Linked DNA regions of Mus musculus: region 2 is linked to region 1. The links are chromatin contacts, called in public Hi-C maps. All regions are on one chromosome and are shown on one strand. The core of a region is the stretch at or near the end of the contact, and the rest is flanking DNA. Distances in the headings are between cores, read along the strand shown.

What was found. Hi-C and Micro-C count contacts between places; a contact is called where the count stands out from the background.
Region 2: a Hi-C map of the HPC-7 cell line shows a contact between it and region 1, with 3 times the contacts expected there. The contact joins two enhancer-like sites. A contact is called at or near these places in 9 of 484 Hi-C or Micro-C datasets (the HPC-7 cell line, bone marrow-derived macrophages, cerebral cortex and 6 more) and 2 of 115 datasets of contacts at active chromatin or transcription factors (bone marrow-derived macrophages and embryonic fibroblasts).

What each region holds. Positions count from the first base shown.
Region 1 is chr13:108,542,837-108,548,784 of GRCm38.p6, reverse strand. No RefSeq gene overlaps it. Among named protein-coding and RNA genes, the nearest start is that of Gm27572, 47 kb to the right of the region's middle. Within about 2 kb of position 4,469, at least 2 of the 459 cell types and tissues checked have an H3K27ac peak or open chromatin away from gene starts, as enhancers often do. A contact at or near this core is called in the HPC-7 cell line, where this site is marked.
Region 2 is chr13:109,200,979-109,207,475 of GRCm38.p6, reverse strand. All of the region lies in intron 3 of Pde4d (phosphodiesterase 4D, cAMP specific), which reads right to left. Among named protein-coding and RNA genes, the nearest start is that of Mir582, 120 kb to the left of the region's middle. Within about 2 kb of position 1,930, at least 5 of the 459 cell types and tissues checked have an H3K27ac peak or open chromatin away from gene starts, as enhancers often do. A contact at or near this core is called in the HPC-7 cell line, where this site is marked.

The DNA.
Region 1 (5,948 bases), core at 3,220-5,719:
TTCAGATGCCAAAAGAAAAGTTATTTTTCATCTCTAATTCTACTGAACCCACCACTGGACTCTCTACAGAGCCAGAAGGGAGGACGGGATCAAATGCACTCTTAGTTCTGTAACGTTCTGCAGCATTACCAATATAAGCATCTTTTAAAATAATAGTTTTATTAATTCTTTGAGAATGTCATACAATACCTTTTGATCTTACTCACTTCCCTTCCCCAACTTGTTCCATATCCACCTCCCTACCCACCCAACTTCATCTCCCTTCTCTCCCTCTCTCTATCTCTGTCTATCCAATTTGTATTGCCCCAAAACTTCTGAGAGTGGGGCCTGAACCTGGAGTATGGTCAACAAGGGGTCACACTCTTAAATTAACTCTTGTTCTCCCAGTAGTTATTAAATACCAATAGCTCCTTGCCCATGGATGGGACTTCATGCTTTCCTGCCTCCCTCATGGTAGGATTTCTGTCTAGCTTGACCTTTCACAAGTCTTGTGGATGCTGTCACAATGATCATTAGTTTATTTATGCAACGACCCTACTGTGTCCAGAGGACTGTTTCCTTGCAGTTATCTACCAACTGTAGCTCTTACGTTCTCTCTTTCTTGAAGATCCCTGAGCTTGTCACGAAGGATGTGATAAAGACATTCTATTTAAAACTAAGCATTCCACAGTCTCTTATTCTCTGCATGTGAAGCAATTTTGACTTCTTATGTTAATTCTCATGTACTATGAGAAGCTTCTCTGATGAGGGCGGAGAGACACACGGATTTCTGTGTATAGCAATAATTCATTGTGAGTCATTTTATTGGTATGTCCATTTATTAAACTACTGTAGGTTTTTCTCTAAGGCCAATGAAGTTCTTGGCCTCATTGACAGTAGAAGGCATGAATTCCATCTCATGGAACAGGCCTTACACCCAATCAGAGAGGAGTCACTCTCATAGTGTTCTGTCACTGTTGCACTAGTGCATATGTCTTGCCAAGACGGTCATCACTGTATCTCATAAGGTTAGCAGCTGATGAAGATGGAAGATTCCTTTCATCCTCCAGTAACTTCCACCACTATGAATGTCAACCAATAGAGATAAAGCTTCCGGGCCCCACCTGACTTCTCTATTTGACTCAAGGATGTGGTGTCTTATTTGCTGTGAAATTATGCCTTCTAGTAACTTCAGAAGCTACACCGGTAAAGTCTTTCTAACATGATCTCTCAAATGAGAGCTGAACAATGATGACATGAATGGACATGCCAAACCAGATGGGAGGAAGCCCACTAGGCCATGATGCTGCAATAGACAACGAAGGATAGCTGGGAGAGGAGAGGTGCTCTTTCCCAGGGAGGAGCACACCAATTGGTTGTCTAGTGCCAAGTGATCTGCCCTGAAAACATACATATAAATAATATATAGAAAAAAAGAGTTCATAGTTAGGAAATACCGTGTGTGTGTGTGTGTGTGTGTGTGTGTGTGTGTGTGTGAGAGAGAGAGAGAGAGAGAGAGAGAGAGAGAGAGAGAGAGAGAAGGAGAGAGAGGGGGGGAGGGGGAGGGGAGGGAGAGGAAGAGGGAGAGGGAGAGAGAGAGAGAGAGAGAGAGAGAGAGAGAGAGAGAGAGAGAAAGAGAGAGAAGTGTTGTGGAGGATAATCAAGAGAAATGTTTGGGAGTCTCTGGGAACCTGGTATCCAATAACTCAAAAAGAGGTAATTTACTCCTAATACTGGGTCTTTATTTGCTAGCATTTGATGTCTAGTTTGAGTATCCTTCCCCTAATATTACTGACCAAGAAACATACATGATGTTTTGCTTGATGAAATTAATGTTGCACCAAAGCAAGATGGAACTGGCATTATGGTAAAACACAGTTTACAATTACCAGGAATTCCTCTAAACAATATCCAAAGCCTAGAAAGGTAACCAAACAGAGTTTGGGAAGAGTATCCATTAAAGCCAAAAGAGAGTTTAAATAATCATTTGCATTATAAAGTTCAACAGTAAAAATCATAGTTGTGTTTCTTATTCCTTCTCTTTAAAAGGTTAACAAGCATTAATTGAGAAAGAAGAAGAAATAACCTCAAAATATGGATGTGATGTAATGATGAATACTCAGTTCCTGGGCTTTTATACATACCTAAGGAAAAAAAATACTGCTTGTTCAAAAGCCCAGAATTCTCTTCTTCTTAATTAACTAAGTGCCCTCTCATCTTCAATGCAATCAATCACACTGAGTAATATTTTCAACCAAACCAGAAAAAAAAAAAAAAAGAAGAGGCTAAGCACAGATCCTTGGATCCTTGATTACACTGCATCCATACTCCAAGAACCAACTGCAGAGCCTTTTCTCTGCATCCGTGGATGTGTGTGGTCAGCCAATCCACTAGCCAGCAACAGGCAGATACATATTTTCTCATCCTTGGAGAGCAGTACATATTTTCTCTACATTCCCTGACTCCTCAATTATCCCAACAACCAAAAGAAAAGCCTAGGTAAAGGAGACTGACCTTGTCATTGGGGAGTTTAAATTTTGGTATGAAAGAAACATTTACACACTAAATTTCTATCACATTAAAAAGCATATGTAATAACTACTATAAATTTGGTTAAAGAGAAAAGTCATGTATCCATATAATTCCAGAGGCAACAGATACATCATGAAAGAAAAAGATTTGTGAACATTTTAATAATCACTCTTGGAAGTATTCCAGATTTTAAACAGATCTGAGAAAAACAAAGCATGATAGCTAAAGGTGAGAAAAATCAACATTAAAAAAAGTGGATTTAAAGTAACCTTGCTATGTTTTACTTTAACTATACGTATCCCCAAAATCCACAAGAAAGAGCCAAATTTCATGAATAAAACATTGTCTTTACTCTGTAAGAGAGGCGATTTCCAATAACCAATAACCTTTAGATGAAAAGGAGAAGGGAAGAACTATCACTTTATTAGACATGGACACTCTCAAACTACCCTTAAGATTCAAAGTCACATTTTCTTTTTTGCAGTAACACTCTAACCGTGCATGGTGAGGTGTCTCTTACCTTTGCTGTTTAATGATCCATCTCCCTGAAGCTCAGTCCTGTTACAGCCAAATCGGGAGAAATTGAAGCATCTGTTCTAAACCACATATAGCTTGTCTCTTCAAGCAGAAAGTTGACTAAATGCTAAATTCTCCTAGACTAGGAAGAGACTGGCATGTTTGCTCGGGCACATCAGAGGATTTAATTGCAAAGCTGAGAATTATTCCACAGATGTGAATAGATATCTAATTTATGTCACAAAGGAGAGATTATACTCTCAGGAGTGGTTATTTACATAGTCATTTCCCTAACTAGATTTCCACACACATGAGGATTTCAAGTTAGGAAAATGTTGCCAAAAATGCCTCACCACGCCGAACCAAGAGGAGAACATAAATGTCTTGTTAGCTGTAAATAATGATAAAAAGAGATCTTCGAGAATAAAATTACAACTGGCTTCCCCTGGAGTTTTAAGTGTATATTAGCCTAAGTAAATGACAGCATATTAATCTTAATTAATCAAATAAAATAGGCTTGTTATGCATGTTTCTATAAATTTCAAAATAAGTAAAGATGAGGGGAAAGATTACTTCTATTATTCTTTTTTCAAAATTCTATTTCCTACTGTAAAATCCATAAACCCTCCTCTTCTATGTAGGTTAATTTATGGGCTTCTATCCTCTCCACATATGTACAACGAATGTTTCCTACAATAACTTTTCTGAACTTCTTATATAGATTCTTTACTAGAAATGTGTATGCTGATCTTCTGAGAAAATGGCTTATCAGGACATTTGCAACATTTTATTTTTCTCCCCTGCTCTTCCTAGAACTCATGGCAGCTTATTATTTTTATCTACAGTTATTTGGAAGCTATTCTGAGGGCAAAGAAAATTGGACAGGAAGTCAAAAATACGAAGGCTGGTCATGGCACTGGGCAGGATATGTCATTACTGGATCTATCTTGATCTATCATCTCAGACTCAAATGAGAAGCACCCTGCTACATGATCAGTCACTTTCTATGGTCCTAACAAGGCTGAAACTAACTGAAACTTTGGCTTTTTTAAATATGAATTTACACTTAGATATTTGGCTTTTTTAAATATGAATTTACACTTAGATACACTTGTCATCTAAAAAATGAGTCAATCTTTCTCTTGGTAGATATAAAGTTAGAAAACTACAATGAACACAGACATGAAGAAAGATGGACATGGGAAAGACAAAAAGCTGAGAGAGATGGGAGGAGAGAGAAGAATGAAGAGAGAAAACCAAACACCCAACAGAGTCAGGGTGCTAATCAGAAAAAAGCATTTAAAGAGAAGAGACACTACAGTTTGGGGGCAGAGATTGTAATCATGCCTCTGCTTTGGAAATTGTCTTATCCAGTTTCACTCCCTCCCCCTTTGTGTGGGGAACCACAAAGCTGCTTCTCATGATTAACATGTACAATGCTCGGTAGTCTTCCTTCGGATTTATGGGTTTCACAACAAGTGGCAGCCTTTGATTAGTGTCTGAATGTTATTATTTAATCCTGTGCATCAGCTGTCACAAAGCTGTGCTGTGATAGATAATCAGCAGGAAAGTAACATATCTGTAACAAGCCCAGTGAGGTCTGGATTGACTACGTAAAACTAGAAAGAAGTTCAAGTCCCCATGACCACATCATTCTCACATCTAGTATGCTTCAAACTCTTCCATATTCTTCCAGCCAACCAGGTTTACACACCTAAAACTCATGATCAGGTTTACTATAACAACAACCCCACACTAGAGTATCAATTTTCTGAATTACTTACTTTTCTTATTGCATGGACAAAATATAAAATGGAAGCAACTTGAAGGAAGCTTTCCTTGGGACCATGTGTTCACGACAATGAAAACAAGCTGCCTGAGACTCCGTTGGTTGTGGCAGGAGCTTTCAATGTGACCTCCCACATTCTCGTAGATCTGGAAGTAGAGACTTCATCCAGAATGCACTAGAATCACCCATACATCCCTACATCTCCCAGGTACCTAGACCCATAATCTCCAAATATAACGCCACCTTGGGACCAACTGTTCAACACAAAGGTCTGTGGGGACGTTTCACATTCATACTTTTGTATCTCATCCCCTGAATATAGGCTTTTAAGTACTACTTGTACAAATTCAAGCAGAAAAATTTTATGTGATAAAAAAAAGAGAATTTTTATGTGATTAAAAAAGAGGTCTAATAACAATGCAACACAAAAATAATTGTTTACATGCATCTTTTGCAAGCCAACAATAACTACGGGTGTTTTGTTTATATTTCATAATGGAAAAAATCAAAATATTAGTACAATAAAATGTTAGCCTTAAGTTCTCTGTAAAGACTTACAAAGTACAACAATTATTTTCTCTTCTGGTTTACTAGACCATAGATAACAACAGTTTAGACAATGGTGTTTTTATCGTAGAAAAATTAGATCAAGAGGAAGTATAACACTGTTAGAGTAAGAGCAGGGGCAGATAGAGTAATAAAGACTTCCTTTCTTTATGGTAGGGTCTCATTGAGTAACCTTTGCTGATCTAGAATGTGTTATATAGACCAGATTGGCCTCAAATACACAGAGATTTGCCTGCTTCTGCCTCCCAAGTACTAGAATGAAACGCATGTGCCATCATGCCTGGCCAGCAGCTATATTATAAAGAGTCATTTGGTGCTTGAAGATCCTACATCATAAAACAAAAGACGGAAAGAGGAATAAAATGTGACCTGTGAAAGCTCTTAAGCTTTGAACATGCATCAAGAATTAATTTCAATAAGAGGTTAAGTAACCATATCTTAGATAACTACAACCCTCATTTTATTAGAAAAATAACACATCAAATGGGAATGAACTGTGTGATTCAGCAGTGGTTACAAATGCTGTGAGTATCCATGAAAAAGAATTCCCTGCTTAGAACCTCTC
Region 2 (6,497 bases), core at 681-3,180, 660 kb before region 1:
TTATCGTTGATACAAATGTAGCCTCTTTGTTTTTTTTTTTTTTTTTAAGATTTATTTATTTATTATATGTAAGTACACTGTAGCTGTCTTCAGACACTCCAGAAGAGGGCGCCAGATCTCGTTACGGATGGTTGTGAGCCACCATGTGGTTGCTGGGATTTGAACTCCAGACCTTCGGAAGAGCAGTCGGGTGCTCTTACCCACTGAGCCATCTCACCAGCCCCTATACTTGAGGCTGAATTCTTCAAGAGCATTCTTTTTTTTTTTTTTTTTTTAAGATTTATTTATTTATTATATGTAAGCCTCTTTGTGTGTAGCATTGTTAATCCACTCATAAGAATTCTCTTTGTGCTCATTTCTTGGAGAAAAAAGTGACGGAGAAAAGGCAGAGAAGGTTCAAGCCACCATCCCACTAATAGCCATGTGAACGAGGCAGTTAACATGACAGCAGACATCTAGCCAGGTGTGGCAAGACATTTCTGTCATCTCAGTGCTTAGGAGGTAGAGGTAGGCGGACCTCTCTGAGTCTGAGGCCTGCGTGGTCTACATAACGAATTCCAAGACAGCCAACCAAGGCCATACTGGGAGACTTCATCGTTAAAAACTAAAAATAATAAATAAATAAATAGATTTTAAAAAGTAATAAATAGATGTTGATAGAAGCATTGATCATTTTATCCAATGTTACAAACAGAAATCCTAATTCTTCTGCTCTTCTTGGGAATATTAGTGTTGATGTTGGCTATTGGTGATGCTATTTTACAACACGGCAGCCTGTACTTCCACTTGCATTTACCCTAAATAGGCTCTGTCCTGGGGGGAGACAGGGAAGAGACCCTAGGATGCCCTTTCTACACAGGGCTGCGAGTCAAGATCTATCATGGGTTCGAATACGTTCCCTTCTCTGTCACCAGAACCATTCGTGATGGAGTTTCAATGAGGTCATAAGGGTGGGGTATTCATTTGCCAGGACACACACACACACACACACACACACACACACACACACACACACACATATACACACACACACACACATGCACAGTTCATGTATGGAAGCAATAAGAAGGTAGCTCTCCACTAGTCAGGAAGGGAACCCTCATCAGATCACAGCCATGCTGGCATGGATCTTGGACTTGCCAACCTCCTGGAATGTGAATAGATGTCTGCAGCTGAATGTGTACACAGTTTGTGCTGTTTTCTTCTGACAGCCGGAAGACGCATAACATAGTCTAGTAGCGATTCATGATCTGAAGAAAAAGTCGGAAGCATAAAGGGCAGAGAGATGCAGAGGGTGGCCAAGGTGACCCAGGGTGGCCAGAGTGACCCTTTCAAGGAGAGATGCTGAGCTGACATCTGTTCAGGGGGCATGCTTCCGTCTCAGACTTAAGAATACTTAACAGTCAGGTTGTCCCAGTATTCCCTTGCCTTCAAGGGCACTGGGCAGGCTGCTCCACTTGAGCACATAGGGAAATGAAGTCTCCATTGTGGGGAGGAAATGTGTGACATGATTACTGTGTGAGCTTCGGGAAGCCTGCTATCCCAACATTCTCTCTTGTGAAAAAGAGCGGCCTTGCTGGTTGCTGATAGGCTTAAATGAGGTAATCTATGTAAAGCATGCATGTCACTGCCTGAAACAGTGCTCAGGGCAGTTATTAGAGGAATGAAGCCTACGTTATCATTGCTACCATCGTGAGCACCCTACTACTATGGTCACCGGAAAGCCACAGACAGGATGCTAGAAATGTGAGTGGTGGCACTCTCCCTGAGCTTCTTGGTTAGGAATGTCCCTGAGGCATAAACTTAGCTCCTGTTTCAGTGCTCCATCACCGACCAAAGCTTCCACGCTATGAACTGCCTCCCCTCCGACCGACCCGTGGTGACAAAGGCTCTTTCCTGATTGGATTAACTCTTCCTGCCTCTGAGTAGCAGAGCAGCAGTGACCTCACGGATACTGTCCTGGCTCTCGGGTCACCTGGAGGTTACCTTCCTAACACCAACAGCTGCTAGCAGGATGCAGCCATTCGCTAGATGTCACTGGGGTTGGGGGAAGAGATGATGGAGAGGAAAGAGAAAAGGAAGAAGGGAAATGAGTGAAGTAAAACTGACAAGAACCGACCAGGGGGAAGATGTGAGGACCCCTGGCAGTTTGCTATGGGGCTCCACTGCCTGGATACTGGGGAAAGGGCTGGTTTCTGTGATACTACTCCTGTGGATCTTCCCTTGCTACACATTGATAAATCTATAAATAATATATTACGAGCAGTTTGAGTATTCTGAGGAGAAAGAGAAAACAACTCTGACAAATGTTTCCATCTCTGTCTTACTTTCATGGATAAAGCAGAGTGCTGTCATGTTACCCATGCCAGGCTGCAGCTCTCTTAAACCAGCACTCATGCATGTGGCTTCTTTCTGATTGCTGCTGCTTCTCCATGCACGTGTGGTCAGAAGTGGCTGCCAGGCATCCGGCTGAGAGGTTTACCTGTGCTTCCTTCCCAAGGGCCCCGGAGCTAGTTTACATGGACTTTGGTTTTTCTTCTCTCATTCTCCCTGAAAACCTCACTCTAAAATCGTCATCAAGATCACACACTTCCCATACTGTGTGTCAATAGGCCTGTGACTCACAAACAAGGGTGTGATTCCAGTGTTAGCCGAGTTCTTGTTTTTAGTATTGTTTTCTGGAAATCAGGTGGTCTACTCATAATTTCTTTGGGGAAAATTTGATGGTAGGCACCAGGCATGACTGTACAAAATCTTTCTCACTCATGATTTCATGGTGAGTCAAATAAAAATCTAAAGGAGAAAGGGAACTAAAATATGAAATGTGGAGTACTAGGATGTCTAGAAGCAGGTCTACAGAGATGTTCAGTGGTCAAGAGCACACCCCACATTTGCAGAGGATGTGAGCTCAGTTCTCAGCACCCACATCAGGTGGTCCAATATTCCCTTGGCTTTCAGGGAACCTAATGCCTTTGGCCAATGAAGTTATGAAATTAAGGGCGTGAGTACAGACGGCAGCAGGACAAGGAGTGAGAAAGTTCTGAGGCAGATGATTCAAATTAGAAGGGCAGTAGAATACATTCTTCTCTCTATGAGGCATTTTGCATGGAGATTACAGGGGTGCTTTGGAAAGACTGTGGAATTATCATCAGCATCTCTGCATTCATCTCTACAAGCGCTGCTTGTAGAACACAAGGAGTTGTTTCCAGAGGAGTTATACCTCCACTAGTCATTTGACCTTGAACAGTCATGGCCTGTCACACACACACACACACACACACACACACACACACACACACACACACACACACACACACATTGTCTCTGTCTGACTTTCTGTCTGTCTGTCTGTCTCTGTCTCTGTATATCTCTCTTTTGCACACACATATATTGTCTCTGTCTGTCTGTCTGTCTGTCTCTGTATCTCTCTCTCTTTCACACACACACACACACACACACACACACACACACACACACACAATCTGCCTACTCTAAATTATGGTGAGGAAGGTGATGAGTTTTGACAATCAACTAATACTTAAACTTCTTCTCTGTTATAACTGTATTTCCTTGTCTTCACCTTCCTGCTTCTTAAATGGTTGAGATGAATTTATTTGTTCTCCTGCGTACCGTCGATTTCTGCCCTCTGCCTCCTCCTGTTTCTCACGTGTTCTTGTGACAGTTCGTAAGATCCCCTGTGCTAGGTGTATGGATGCTCACCTCGCAGCTTGTGGAGAGGAGGAGAGAGAGGTCAGTTCAGATAACAGGATCCTCTCCCAGCTCCTGACCCCTCTTCTCAGTTCCTGACCTACTCTTGAAGGTTAGATAAAGAAAATCCTGGATGCTAAATGCTGAAGAAAATCAGACGTAGCTTGTCACAAGCAATTCCAGATTTGAGTAGCAAACCATCAGAATCCTGTCACCCACTTTCAGATGGGTCTCCTCTGTTTCCTACAAAGTCATCATGGGTCCAGCTGACACTCAGGCGTGCCAGTGGATAACTCATTCCCTCCTTTGATAGGAATTTTTAGAAAAGAGTTTAATGGAACATTTTTATTTATTTTGTTAAGAAAAAAAATCTCAATAGGCTTGTGATGCTATCTAATTCTCAAAATATACATAACTACCTTATTTGGGGGTATAAAATTACTGTTGAAATATTAAGTTCAAGCTTGTATACGAGATTGTAGTGAGGGGTAGCTAAACTCATAACATAACAAGCTTATAGTAATTTATAAATATCCCAAGAATCTTTAAATTTTATTCTTTTGCATAGCATCCAATTTTTAGCATTTGGAATTTAACACAAAATGTACAAAATTTAAGAAGTTATGTGGTTACACTCATATCAGATAGTTAGGCGGTGATGTTATAAAAGATAAATTCCATTTTGGATCAACCATCGCTTATTTACTTAAATTTTCTCACTTTAAAACTTAGGTAGCATCTAGAGACTGCCATATCCAGGGATCCACCCCATAATCAGCTTCCAAACGCTGACACCATTGCATACACTAGCAAGATTTTGCTGAAAGGACCCTGATATAGCTGTCTTTTGTGGCTATGCTGGGTCGTAGCAAACACAGAAGTGGATGCTCACAGTCAGCTATTGGATGGATCACAGGGCTCCCAATGGAGGAGCTAGAGAAAGTTCCCAAGGAGCTAAAGGGATCTGCAACCCTATAGGTGGAACAACATTATGAACTAACCAGTACCTCGGAGCTCTGGACTCTAGCTGCATATGTATCAAAAGATGGCCTAGTCGGCCATCACTGGAAAGAGAGGCCCATTGGACACACAAACTTTATATGCCCCAGTACAGGGGAACTCCAGGGCCAAAAAAAAAAAAAAAAAAAAAAAAAAAAAAAAAAGGGAATGGGTGGGTAGGGAAGTGGGGGGCAGGTTATTGGGGACTTTTGGGATAGCATTGGAAATGTAATTGAGGAAAATACGTAATAAAAAATATTAAAAAAAAAAAAACAAACTTAGGTACCACTGGGCAGTGGTGGCGCACACCTTTAATCCCAGCACTTGGGAGGCAGAGGCAGGCAGATTTATGAGTTCAAGGCCAGACTGGTCTACAGAGTGAGTTCCAGGACAGCCAGGACTACACAGAGAAATCCTGTCTCGAAAAACAAAAACAAAACAACAAACAAACAAACAAATCAAAAACAAAAAACTTAGGTACCTAGGGCTGGTAAGATGACTGTGTAGTTAAGAATACTGGCTGCTCTTCCTCTAGACCCGAGTTCAATTCCCAGCACCCACATGGTGGATTACAGCCATCTTAACTCTAGTTCTAGGGGCACCAATACCCTCTTTTCTGGCCTCTACAGGCACCATGAAGAGACATAAAGGCAGGCAAAATATCCATACATATAAGATGAATACAGGAATTTAATAATACATTTAAAACACAGGTAGCTTAATTGTGTGTGTGTGTGTATATATATATATATATATATATATATATATATATATATATATATAATTGTATTAATTAAGTTTGTTGATTACACCACTGCACCATTTATTTCCATCCTATTGTTAGTGAATTTTTGTTTGTTTGTTTGTTTGTTTTTGTTTTTTTGAGACAGGGTTTCTCTGTGTAGCCCTGGCTGTCCTGGAGCTCACTCTGTAGATCAGGCTGGCCTTGAATTCAGAAATTCGCCTGCCTCTGCCTCCCAAGTGCTGGATTAAAGGCATGTGCCACCATGCCTGGGTGAATTTTTTTTTTCAATCTGGATAACTCCAAAGTAAATAAAAAGGGAACAAATGAATAAAGAAAAGAGTGACATTCTAATAGAATTATATAATATATAAAAATATGTTACATTTTATTAAATATATAATCGGACTATGTAGTTTAAATTAGGTACAGACCACCATCTTTAGGACTCAAACATTTGTAACACAGTGTGCTACCTTTACTGGCTGTCAAGCTGTGGCCCCTCCCACTCTCTCCATGGTTGGCTGATGCTCCACTGGTCTATGTTGTGTTACTACACTGCTTTGCAACTTGGGCCTCAGAGGTTCTTGGAGCTTTCAAAACAAAGTTCATCTCTCAGCTAAGACTAATAAAATCAAACTCATATCTCTCACATCCCTGTTTAATGCCTTCCTGTGTGATTCTCTAATTTGTAGGCTGCAGCCAAGGGTTGATGAAGCAATTTTCCCTGTATTTTATGATTTCCTGGGTATAATTCCTTAAAAAAAAAACAAAACACTAGCAATGATGCTTTTATGTTTTCTTTTACTGCTTGCAAAAACAAAACAAACAAACAAACAAACAAAAACAAACAAACAAACAAAAAAACAAAACAAAACCCAAAAGCCCCCAAGAATGTAGAGAGAGAAAGAAGCTTCTAGAAGAGTTTCAGCCAGATCATCCCTGTGTTGGATTGTGTCTCCTTCCCATGAGATGAGCAGTCTCCCAGCCCATCTCTCCACAGGAGAAGTCTTTGTACCTTCCTGACCCTATTTCACAAGATTAAGCT